Linked DNA regions of Callithrix jacchus: region 2 is linked to region 1. A link is a contact called in public Hi-C data. All regions are on one chromosome and are shown on one strand. The core of a region is the stretch at or near the end of the contact, and the rest is flanking DNA. Distances in the headings are between cores, read along the strand shown.

The links. A called contact is a pair of places that touch in the nucleus more often than the background predicts.
Region 2: a contact with region 1 is called in a Hi-C map of induced pluripotent stem cells, with 6 times the contacts expected there. The contact joins two enhancer-like sites. A contact is called at or near these places in 3 of 3 Hi-C or Micro-C datasets (induced pluripotent stem cells and skeletal muscle).

What each region holds. Positions count from the first base shown.
Region 1 is chr10:76,273,237-76,278,188 of calJac240_pri, reverse strand. All of the region lies in intron 2 of LOC118145818 (a long non-coding RNA gene), which reads right to left. Among named protein-coding and RNA genes, the nearest start is that of AMPD3, 22 kb to the left of the region's middle. Within about 2 kb of position 3,533, at least 4 of the 16 cell types and tissues checked have an H3K27ac peak or open chromatin away from gene starts, as enhancers often do.
Region 2 is chr10:76,584,141-76,589,263 of calJac240_pri, reverse strand. No RefSeq gene overlaps it. Among named protein-coding and RNA genes, the nearest start is that of CTR9, 14 kb to the left of the region's middle. Within about 2 kb of position 1,918, at least 3 of the 16 cell types and tissues checked have an H3K27ac peak or open chromatin away from gene starts, as enhancers often do.

The sequences.
Region 1 (4,952 bases), core at 2,284-4,783:
GAGAAAAGAGAGAGTTTGCAGAGGAACAGAGGCCTTGGTAAGAAGTGTAAAATTTATTTTAAGGGCAACAGGAAATCACTGGGAAATTTTAAACAAAGGAGTGGCATAACCTGATAGATGTGTTTAATGGAATCGTTTGGCTACTGTGCAGAAGGTGGGTCCTTGGAGGGCCATGGTGGAAGCAGAGAAACCACTCAGGAGGCAATTGGAATAGCCCAGGCAAGACATGATGGTGGCTTTGAAAGGAGCAGTCGGCAGTGGCAATGGAAACTCACTAATGATATATCATGGAGGCACGGACAGGACTTGCTGATACAGTAAATGGGAAAGGAGAAGGAAAGCATGATCCTGAGTTTTGGCCTTCAGCCACTCAGTGTATGAGCATGACTTTGATGGGAAATACTAAGAAGGAACTGGCTTGGAGGTGAAAATCAAGCATTCAGGTTTACTCAGTTAAGTTTAAGATGCTAGGCATCCAAATGGAGATGTCCAGGAGAAGTAGGTAGTTGAGATTAAGGGAAGCTATTGAGGCTGAAGATAAATATGTGGGAATCATTGATATATAGAAGGTATTTAAAGCCCTAGGACTAGATTAGATCAACTAGGGAAAGTATAGATAGAGAAAAGAAGAGGATCAAAGAAACAGCCCATGGGAATTCCCAGAAGAGGAAGATATAGCAAAAGACAGTGAAGCATGCCCAGTGGATGAAGCAGACAAATCAGAAGCATGTGCTATGAAGGTCAAAAGAAGCAAGTTTTTCAAGAAGGGAGTGGTCATGTGTGCGGAATGCTGCTGACAGATGGAGTATTATGAAGACAGACAGCAAAGTGACCACAAGATTTGGCAACATGGAGATGGTGGTGTCCTTGGAAATAACAGCTTCAAAGGACTTATGGAGCCAAGAAAATGTATTGAACAGTGACTAGGACTTCTAATGAGGCATGGGGGTGTAAACACGTGCGATATGTCCATTCCATCCCAATACCCACTCAAGTAAAAGTAATAAAATTTTGTTAAAAAGAAAAAGAGTGAGGGCACAAGAGCAAAGCAAATGGCATGAATATGACAGAGGACAAGAGTAGTCAGTATTTATTGGAAGAAGTAAGAAGCTGGATAATGATAACCACCTTACCAAGATGGAGTGAGTGAAACCAAAGTGAATGGGAAGAGAAATGTTAGCAAGAAGCAAGCCATTTCCAACCACTGACCCCACAAAGCCTCATGCATTGGAGCCAGGGTGAGAAATGGGGCTGAAAACAGGAGGATAGAGCAGAAGTCTATAAGAAAGTGTTCCTACCCCAGTACTCCTGCCATCCCTGCACTGCCTATCCTAGCAGACTATAGATGATTTTGTCTCTGGAGAAATTGATCCAGAGAGATCCAGGATAAGCGATACCTGGCACAGAGGAAGGCAAAGGTGAAACACTGTCCTCAAAGCAGGGAGATTAAGTGAAATCTACATACGGGATGGTGAGACCATCCCACCTTCCCCAGTTTAGCAGCCAGCCCTGCTGACAGCCCTCTCTGGAGGGGACTCAGGGGCTGTGAGTTACTCCCACTCTAGCTGGTAGCCAAGTTGACTGTGTACAGGCAGAAGAATCCAATCAAGATGAGAGGAGAGAGAAAGCAGTAAAGAAGAAAGCCACTGCCATCCCGGGAGATGTGGACAGCTTTGGGTACTGGCCTTAGGCCAGGTGCAGACAGATCTTCCAATCTCATGACCTGGTGCTTGCTCACATCTTTTCCTTGAGCCGCTTGAGTAGCTTCCAACCTCCTAGGCAGATGATCCGTACCAAAGGCTGAAGGTATCCTGAAGAAGGTTGATCTTCCAGACCCTGTCTAGGCTCCACTTGCAGTGCTCTCAGTATTTGTTACACAGAGGTGGCCAAATGAACTGCAGACTTCCCTTTCTCCTGAGACTCCAGAATGTCCAAGAAGAGCACATCTACAGGACTGAAGGTTCTAGAAAGGCAAGCAGTGGTCCCACATCATAGACCAGGCTGTTAGGCAGTATCTTGTGTAGCTACCACATGTTACAGATAGGGAAGGTAAACCCAGAGGCATGAAGACATTTGCCTAAAGTCAAAGAGCTTTATTATCGAAAGAACTGATCAAAGATAAATTCCAGTCTCTTGACTTTCAACCCCTAACTCTTTCCACGTTGCCTCCCACTAGACATGATTGGTTTGAAACATGGGGCTGTGCCCAAACACTATTCACACAGGTGAGATTTGGTTATTTCCATGGCACTACTGAAATAAAAATACTAAAGCAGGAAACTCTCGATTCACTATGGTGTAGCAGATAACACACTGAATCCAGAGCCCAGCAATGCGGGTTCCGGTCCCACCCTTACCTCCCTGTTGTGTGTCATCACGTAGGCAAGTTGTTGACACACCCTTCCAGACCCTGTTTTTCTCATTAGTAAAATGTAGACAAAGTGACAGTGCTAAGGGCAGAGGAAAGAACATAATTGCCGAGGGTCTGAGAGCATTGCCTAAATATGCCTCTAAAACTCAAAATTTCTCTCTGGGCTCCCTATTTCCTTAAATACATATCTGCAAATTCAGCATTTACTCCTATGTGTATATTTGTTTTAATATAATCATAGCTGGGGGTGCTATTCCCCACCAATGTTCACATCAAATTAATGCTCCAGGGAGATGACCCATATTTATCCTAATTTTGCTTGTCCTTCATATAACCTGATACTGAAAGGCCTCCTTTGAATGTCCTTTGTGAAGAAAGGAATAAATGTGTTAAAGACTCAAGCAGCAGTGTCAGCTCAGGCAAGGCCCACACTGTTGTAGTTCAGCCCATCATTTTTCCAAGGCCTCACAGGTGCCTCACACAATCCACAAAACACTGGGGCCCAGAGATATCCCCTTCCTTCCACCCAAAATTGCCCCTTCCCACAGCATTTATTCTCTGGCACCCACAGTGAACAAAATCTAAGAGTTGAAATCCTCTCTTGTAAGAACCCAGGAGAGGCAAGAGTCTGAGTCTCCGGTGCTCCATGATCAGTCCCCAGGGATGCCAAGGGAGGTCTCACATGCCTGTTAGGCATGGCTCTCCCTGGGAGGCACCTAGCTTCTCTCTCCTTCCTGCCCAGGAAGGAAGGGCCCCACAGGAAACCCACATCTCACTGCCCCCCTGCCCTCTGCTTCCTGCTGTCTCTGCCCCTGCCCTGTGTCAGTGCTCTTGCCAAAGTCCCTTTCTGTAACCCTGACCTTGTTCCTGAGTCCATCTCCATTCCTCTCTGCCCTGTGGTGTTACAGGACTCTCTCCCTGGTCCCCATCCCACTCCACCCCTGGATTCCTTGTTAGTAAACACGACAGAATGTTCTGCAGTGCAGGCATCCTCAGTGAATGAGGGCCCCTGAGGACAGGGCAGGAGGGACTGGCTACAGCTCCCAGTTCCCAGCCAGGCCTGGGCAGATTCCACTAGTGAGCTGCTGATTCAATTCCAGACAACAAATGTTATCAAGGTCCACTCTGGGCCCAGCCCTGCACTAGGTGCAGGAGGGGCAGCTATGAAGCACACACAGCATGGCACAGCCCCTGGGTTGGAGTACAGGCCTGAGAACCCATAATTACAATCTTCGGGCTCCACAGAGAAGATGTCTAGTGAATGGAGAAGGGCAGAGGGGGCAAGGGAAGGGAGCAGAGGAGAAATCAGGGAGGCCAGCCCTCCCATAGCCACAGCACATCAGGAGCAGGACTCTGACAGCCAGCTCCCAAGAGGCCACTGTAACACACAGACCAGCAGTCAGGGCTGCCTGGGCTGGGGCAGGGAAGCACGTGAAAGGAACCAGGGCTGTTATCCATCTTAACTATTCCATTGTTTTTCTTTTTTTGAGAGAGGATTGCTCTGTCGCCCAGACTGGAGTGCCGTGGGGGGCAATCTCGGCTCACTGCAAACTCTGCCTCCCGGGTTCAAGCAATTCTCATGCCTCAGCCTTCCAAGTTGCTGGGGTTATAGATGCATGCCACCACATCTGGCTAATTTTTCTATTTTTAGGAGAGGCGGGGTTTCACCACGTTGGCCAGGCTGGTCTAGAACTCCTGACCTCAAGTGATCTACCTGCCTTGGCCTCTCAAAGTGCTGGGATTACAGGTGTGAGCCACTGCTCCCAGACAGGTTATTATTCCTGAGCCAAACTGCCTTTTTCCGACACTCAATTCAGAAACAGCCAGTCCAGGAGAGCCCCACCAAGTGACCAGTGGGAAGGCTGGGTTCCACTCTGTGGTAACAACTCCTGATTTCAGCAGAAACCTCCAAGATCAAAATAAAGAAGAACGTGTTGTAACAAGGAGGAGGAAAGGGGAATCATGGAAGGAGGATCCAAGGATGCAGAATGAGAGTAAGACGGGCTCAGGAGGGAGAAGACAGTGAGCAAAAAGCAGAGTTGGTCATGGATACCCGCCAGTGCAGTCAGAGCTAAAGGACACACCTGCTGAAGGTGTGCAGGTGTTCAGTATCATGCATGGCCAGAGAGAGGCCCCATCCCAGCCCTTCCCACAGGGCATGCCTGCCCTGGTACCAGGGGAAGTAAGGGCAATGCACCCTTGTTCCACTGTCAAATTAGCTACTGATGGTGGCACCTGGAGGGGTTCCCACCCTACACTTTATCCAGGTAGTCACCCCACACATACCTTGTTTTTAAGCTCCCAAAAACACAGAATTTGATTATTCACAACCATTGGTTCCAAGCATTCCAAGCACATATTGATGTCATTGTATGACCCTCTTTTATTATTTTACTTATGTCATGCCTAATGATTTTTAAAACTTCTTTGAAAGTCAAATTCAAATGACTGAAGATTAAACAGTACATTTGTATTACGGATGGGAGTTTTACAAATGAAATATATTAGTGCATCCAGGGGCTAAGAGAACTTCTGGGTTCCATCCAAAACCCACAGGAACTGAAAACATCCTAGAAAAGCT
Region 2 (5,123 bases), core at 669-3,168, 310 kb before region 1:
AGAAGGATATGAAATGGGATGGGAAAGCTAGGCCAGATTTTGTAGGACTTTGTAGACCATGGTGAGGAGCTTGGTTTTGTCTTAAGCACAAAGGGAAGCCTTTAATGAATTTGAAGCAGGAAACTGACATGCTCCAATTTCCCAGAGGATGACCTCATCACTCCGTCTGTTATGAGGAGGGGACAGCTGTGGGACTTTAAAAAATATCATTGGCTAGGTGCAGTGGCTCACACCCACAATTCTAGCACTCTGGGAGGCTGAGGCAGGAGGATCATCTGAGCTCAGGAGTTCAGAACAGTCTGGACAACATAACAAGACCTTGTCTCCACTAAAAAACATTGTATGTGTGTTTAAAATAGTTGAGCTTATCTATATTATAAAGTCTCAGCAAGTGACACCTTTTGCTGAGATGGGGAAGACAGGTTTGGCAGTGACTATGCCAGGATTAAATCAGGGTTGAGATGTTAAGTTTGAGAGATCTGAGAAATCGAAAAGCAGAGAGCAGAGGAAGTTCTTTGATATGTGTGGATCTGGACCCAGAAAGAGGGGTCTAGGTTAATACACCAACCCAAATAGAAATGTTATTCAGAATCATAGGAATGAGGGAGATGGTGGAGGAGAAGGAGAGTTGGAGAGAGAAGAAAAGAGGGTCCAGGCCCAGGCCTAGGGGAGCATCAGTATTTAGAGATGTGTGGAGAAGAAGGAGCCTTCAGGACACTGGCGAGCTGCGTGGCAGGGAGAGCAGGAGGGCACGATCTCAAAACCCTATTCCTTTTTTTGTTTTTAATTTCTCTTTCTTTCTTTCTTTCTTTCTTTTTTGAGACAGAGTGTCCCTGTGTCACCCAGTGATGCAATCTTGGGAATAGATGAGAATTCCCAAGTGGTTACCCAGTGACCTCCCTGTCTTGGGTTCAAGCAATTCCCTGGCCTCAGTCTCCTGAGTAGCTGGGACTGCGGGTGCTTGCCACCATGCCCAGCTAATTTTTGTATGGGCGGGGGTAGAGACGAGGTTTCACCACATTGGCTAGGCTGGTCTCGAACTCCTGACCTCAGGTGATCTGCCTGCCTTGGCCTCCCAAGGTATTGGGATTACAGACGTGGGCCACTGCCTTACAACCCCACTTCTCGACCCTTCCATGGCTCCCACAGCACTTGGAATAAAGTCCAGACTCCTTTCCATTTTCATCAAGACCCTGCCCTCTCTGGCCACCCTCCAGCTATAGCTACTCCCCACCTCTGTCACCTTTTCTGGGGTCTTCTTGCCCCTCTGCCTGGAAGACCCGCCCCAAAACCCCTTATCCCTTTGGTGTGACTCGTATTCATGCTCGAGTTGCCTCCTTATCATCCCCGAAGCTTCCCCTCATCTTAGTCTATCCCAGCATCTTACTGAGTTCCTTTATCATGATTCACGACTATATATTTGTGTACACAGAGCAGTAAGCACCATTCGGGCAGGGATAATTTCTTTTTGTATCCTTAGTACCAACCCAGTGTCTAGCAAACAGTAGGGGTGCAATAAACATATGACTCATGAATGAATGAGTCAGTCCTTTTAATCTTCACCCTGGTCCTGTGAGGTAGCGGTTATAACCTCTGTTTTGCTTTTTTTTTTTAAAAAAAAAAAAATGGAGGACATGAGACTCAGAACGACTAGGTGACTTTTCACAGGTTGCAGCATACTGAGGAGTGATGGGTGGGTGAAAATATTGGTGAACCTGTTCCAGTCTCCAGACGGCAGAAGAACATGAAAAGCTTGGCCAAAAGCCCAGGTGTTCTTGGTGGCTGGCGAGCCCCGGGCTGTGTAGGCAAGAACCCAGCAGAGGGCAGTAGAGGGCTGCGCTGGACTGGGATCTGCCGGAGGGAGCGGGATCTGCCGGTTGGAGCGGGCCCTGGGCGGAGCAAGGGGTGGGCGGCCAGGTACTGGGCTGGGACTTGGGAAGATGACCTTGTTTTGTCTAGTCCTTTGTAGGACTCTAGAGTGCGCTGTTGGAGCGCTTGAGGCAATGTTCCTATGTGTGTTTACACCTGCCGATCCTCACCACAGAGTAGAAGGAAGCCATCTTTCTTACCGTGGGGCCCTTGTTGGAAAGGTCACCAAGTCTCTCCAAGGAGATGGGAGGAGAGGCCAGAGGACAGGGTGGGGGTGACAGAGGGCCCTGAGGTGGAATGGTGAGTACAGATGTGCAACTGGGATTTTTGGCCTTGGCTGCGAGGGCACAAACGTCCTAGGGTGGCATCCAGCAGTTAGCGCCAGGCAGGGGGCTGGGAAGACCCTAAGGGAGACAGCAGGGTGGGGGAAATAGGAGGTCATTACTACCTCAGGGACATACATTGTCAAAAATGACTTTCTAGGTTTCTTATTCGCTCTGAATGGAGTTCCTTTCTCTCCTCCTTTTTTGTTAGGAAAGTTGTTAAAATTTCCACCCTGCCATCTATGCTTAGGGGAAAAGAGATTTTGCTCATGAACTGGGGTGAGGGTGGGGGATGGGGGAGCCCCTTGGGGGCCAGCAAGGTGGCAGCAGCAGAGTCAGGATAGAAGGAAGGTCCCAACAAGAATGATATAATGGACTTTGGGGACTGGTGGGAGTGGGGGGGAAGGTTGGGAGGGAGTGGGGGATAAAAGACTACATATTAGGTGCAGTGTCACTGCTGGGGTGATGGGTGCACTAAAATCTCAGAAATCACCACTAAAGAATTTATCCATGGAACCAAAAACCACCTGTACCTCAAACCACCTGTACCTCAACTTCAATATTAGATAGATCAACGAGACAGAAAATTAATAAGGATATCCATGACTTGAACTCAGATCTGGAACAAGTAAACTTAATAAACATTTATAGAACTCTCCACTTTAAATACACAAAATATACACTCTTATCAGTACCACATCACACCTACTCACAGGTTTAAATGAAATATTGGTTGGCCATTATTAAGCACAATTATTGGCATAAAAGAAATTTTCAATACCCATTTTTAGACTGCATTCTAGCCTGGGCAATAAAGCAACACTCCCGTTCTCTCTCCCTCTTCTTGTTCCTCTTTCTTCCTCTTCTTCATTCCTTTTTTCTTTCTTTCTTTCTAAAAAAATTAAAAAAAAATTTTTTTTTTAACGAATGGAAGGCCGCAAATGGAATCCACACTTAGTTCAGCATATGGTTTTTCAAGTAATACAAACATACATACACACTTCACCATATATGCAATCACACACAACATACATATACACACACACTTCACTCACAGGCTCACAGTCACATTACATGCACAATACACTCTCATACCCATCAGCACACACCTCACACACTGACGCATCACACGTACACACTGACACACTCAACATGATACACCGACTCTCACCCGGATGAAGGGTCTTTGGGGTGAATATTATGGTTGCCTCTGCAGTTGCCATTGCAGGTTCCCCCTTTCTGCACCCCCACCCCATTGTGTAAAGCAGCCATGTGGTTTAAGTCTAGGATCAAACCAACTCTTAGTTTCAGGGGTCAGTTCCAATTGGCCTAAACCCATCAATATAATCCTAGCTCCCTTAGCATTCCCTTGGCCACTGTGATTTTTTTTAGGGGTGGGCATACAACCACACTGATCCCCAGACGTGAGTGGCCCTGGACTCTTTTGGCTGCCATGTGCTACCTCAAGGAAAGGCTGGTTTAGAAAAAGCCCACTGGGAGGCAGGGGTGAGAAACTTTCAGACAAGCAGAGATGCAGCCCCCAAAAAGCTGGGAGCCTCTCAACAGCCTGTGCCAGAGGCCCACATGCCCTCTAAACTTCAGATTTTGTGAACCAAGAGGAGGTTGTTTTGGTCATTTAAGGCATTCGAGTTTGATTTTCTTTTTTCTTTCTTTCTTGCTTGCTTGCTTTCCTTTCTTCTCTTTTTTCTTCTTTCTTCTCTTTCTCTCTCTCCCTTTTTCTCTCTCTCCCTTTTTCTCTTTCTCTATCTTTTTCCCTTTCTTTCTCCCTTCCTTTTCCCTCCCACCCTCCCTCCTTCCCTTCCTTCCTTTCTTCCTTCTTTCCCGCTGTGTCACCCATACTGGGATGCAGTGGTATGATCATAGCTCACTATAGGCTCAAACTCATGGGCTCAAGCAATTCTCCCACCTCAGCCTCCTGAATAGCTAGGATTACAGGCAGGGGCCACTGCACCTGGCAATTTTCTATTTATATCTGAAAACCTCAGAATGGATCAACTGCTCCCAGAACTTTTTTATGGGAAAGCCTGGGAGGGGTCCAGCCTCCTCTTTAGGGAAGACTGCTCTTTCCTCCCCCTCCTTCCTCAAAGTAACCACAATGCACCTGACACAGTTCTTAGAGCCTTACGTATATAACAGAGAAGAAGAAAATAGTGTTTAAAACCATGGCCCACTGTAGCTGCTTTGCCTTAAAAAGGAAAGTGACACAATTGAAATCTGTAACAAATCTCTAAATGGATCTTGTTCCTTGCAGAGGCCAAGATGAGATTCCAGCTAATGTTTGGAAATCTCAAAGAGCAGGAAACTTTGGCTGACATGGTAGCACTCAGGGCACAGCATTATTTTACATATAAATATATAATTATATGTAAAATGTACTCAAATATATCAGCATATATTATATATATTTAAATGTATTCGTTTAATAAGTGAATTAAGCACCCTAAGAAGTAAGCATTGCTTTCGCCATTTTATAGATTATGAATGAGGCTCAGAGACGGAATCATCCACTCAGCTACAAAGGAGTGGACCTGGGCTTCCAAGCCAGGGCTCCTTGGCTCTGAAGTTTGTGGTTGCCCTTCTAGAACAGACTGCCACTTGCCACACCCATCACTGCCTCCTGCACATGATTTGGTCCGGGTGGGCTTCACGTAAAGGGACATGGTTAAGAGGTACAAGGCAAGTTTTATTTGCATGTTTACTTAACTTTTCATGTTTATTTAAACTTTCATGGGAGTGTTGGAAGGGGAATGGGTAGAATAGAGAAACTCTTTTTTTTTTTTTTTGAGACAGTCTTGCTTGCTGCCCAGGCTGGAGTGCAGTGGCACAATCTCAGCTCACCACAACCTTCCCCTCCAGGGTTCAAGCAATTCTTGGTCCTCATCCTCCCTAGTAGCTGAGACTATAGGCACA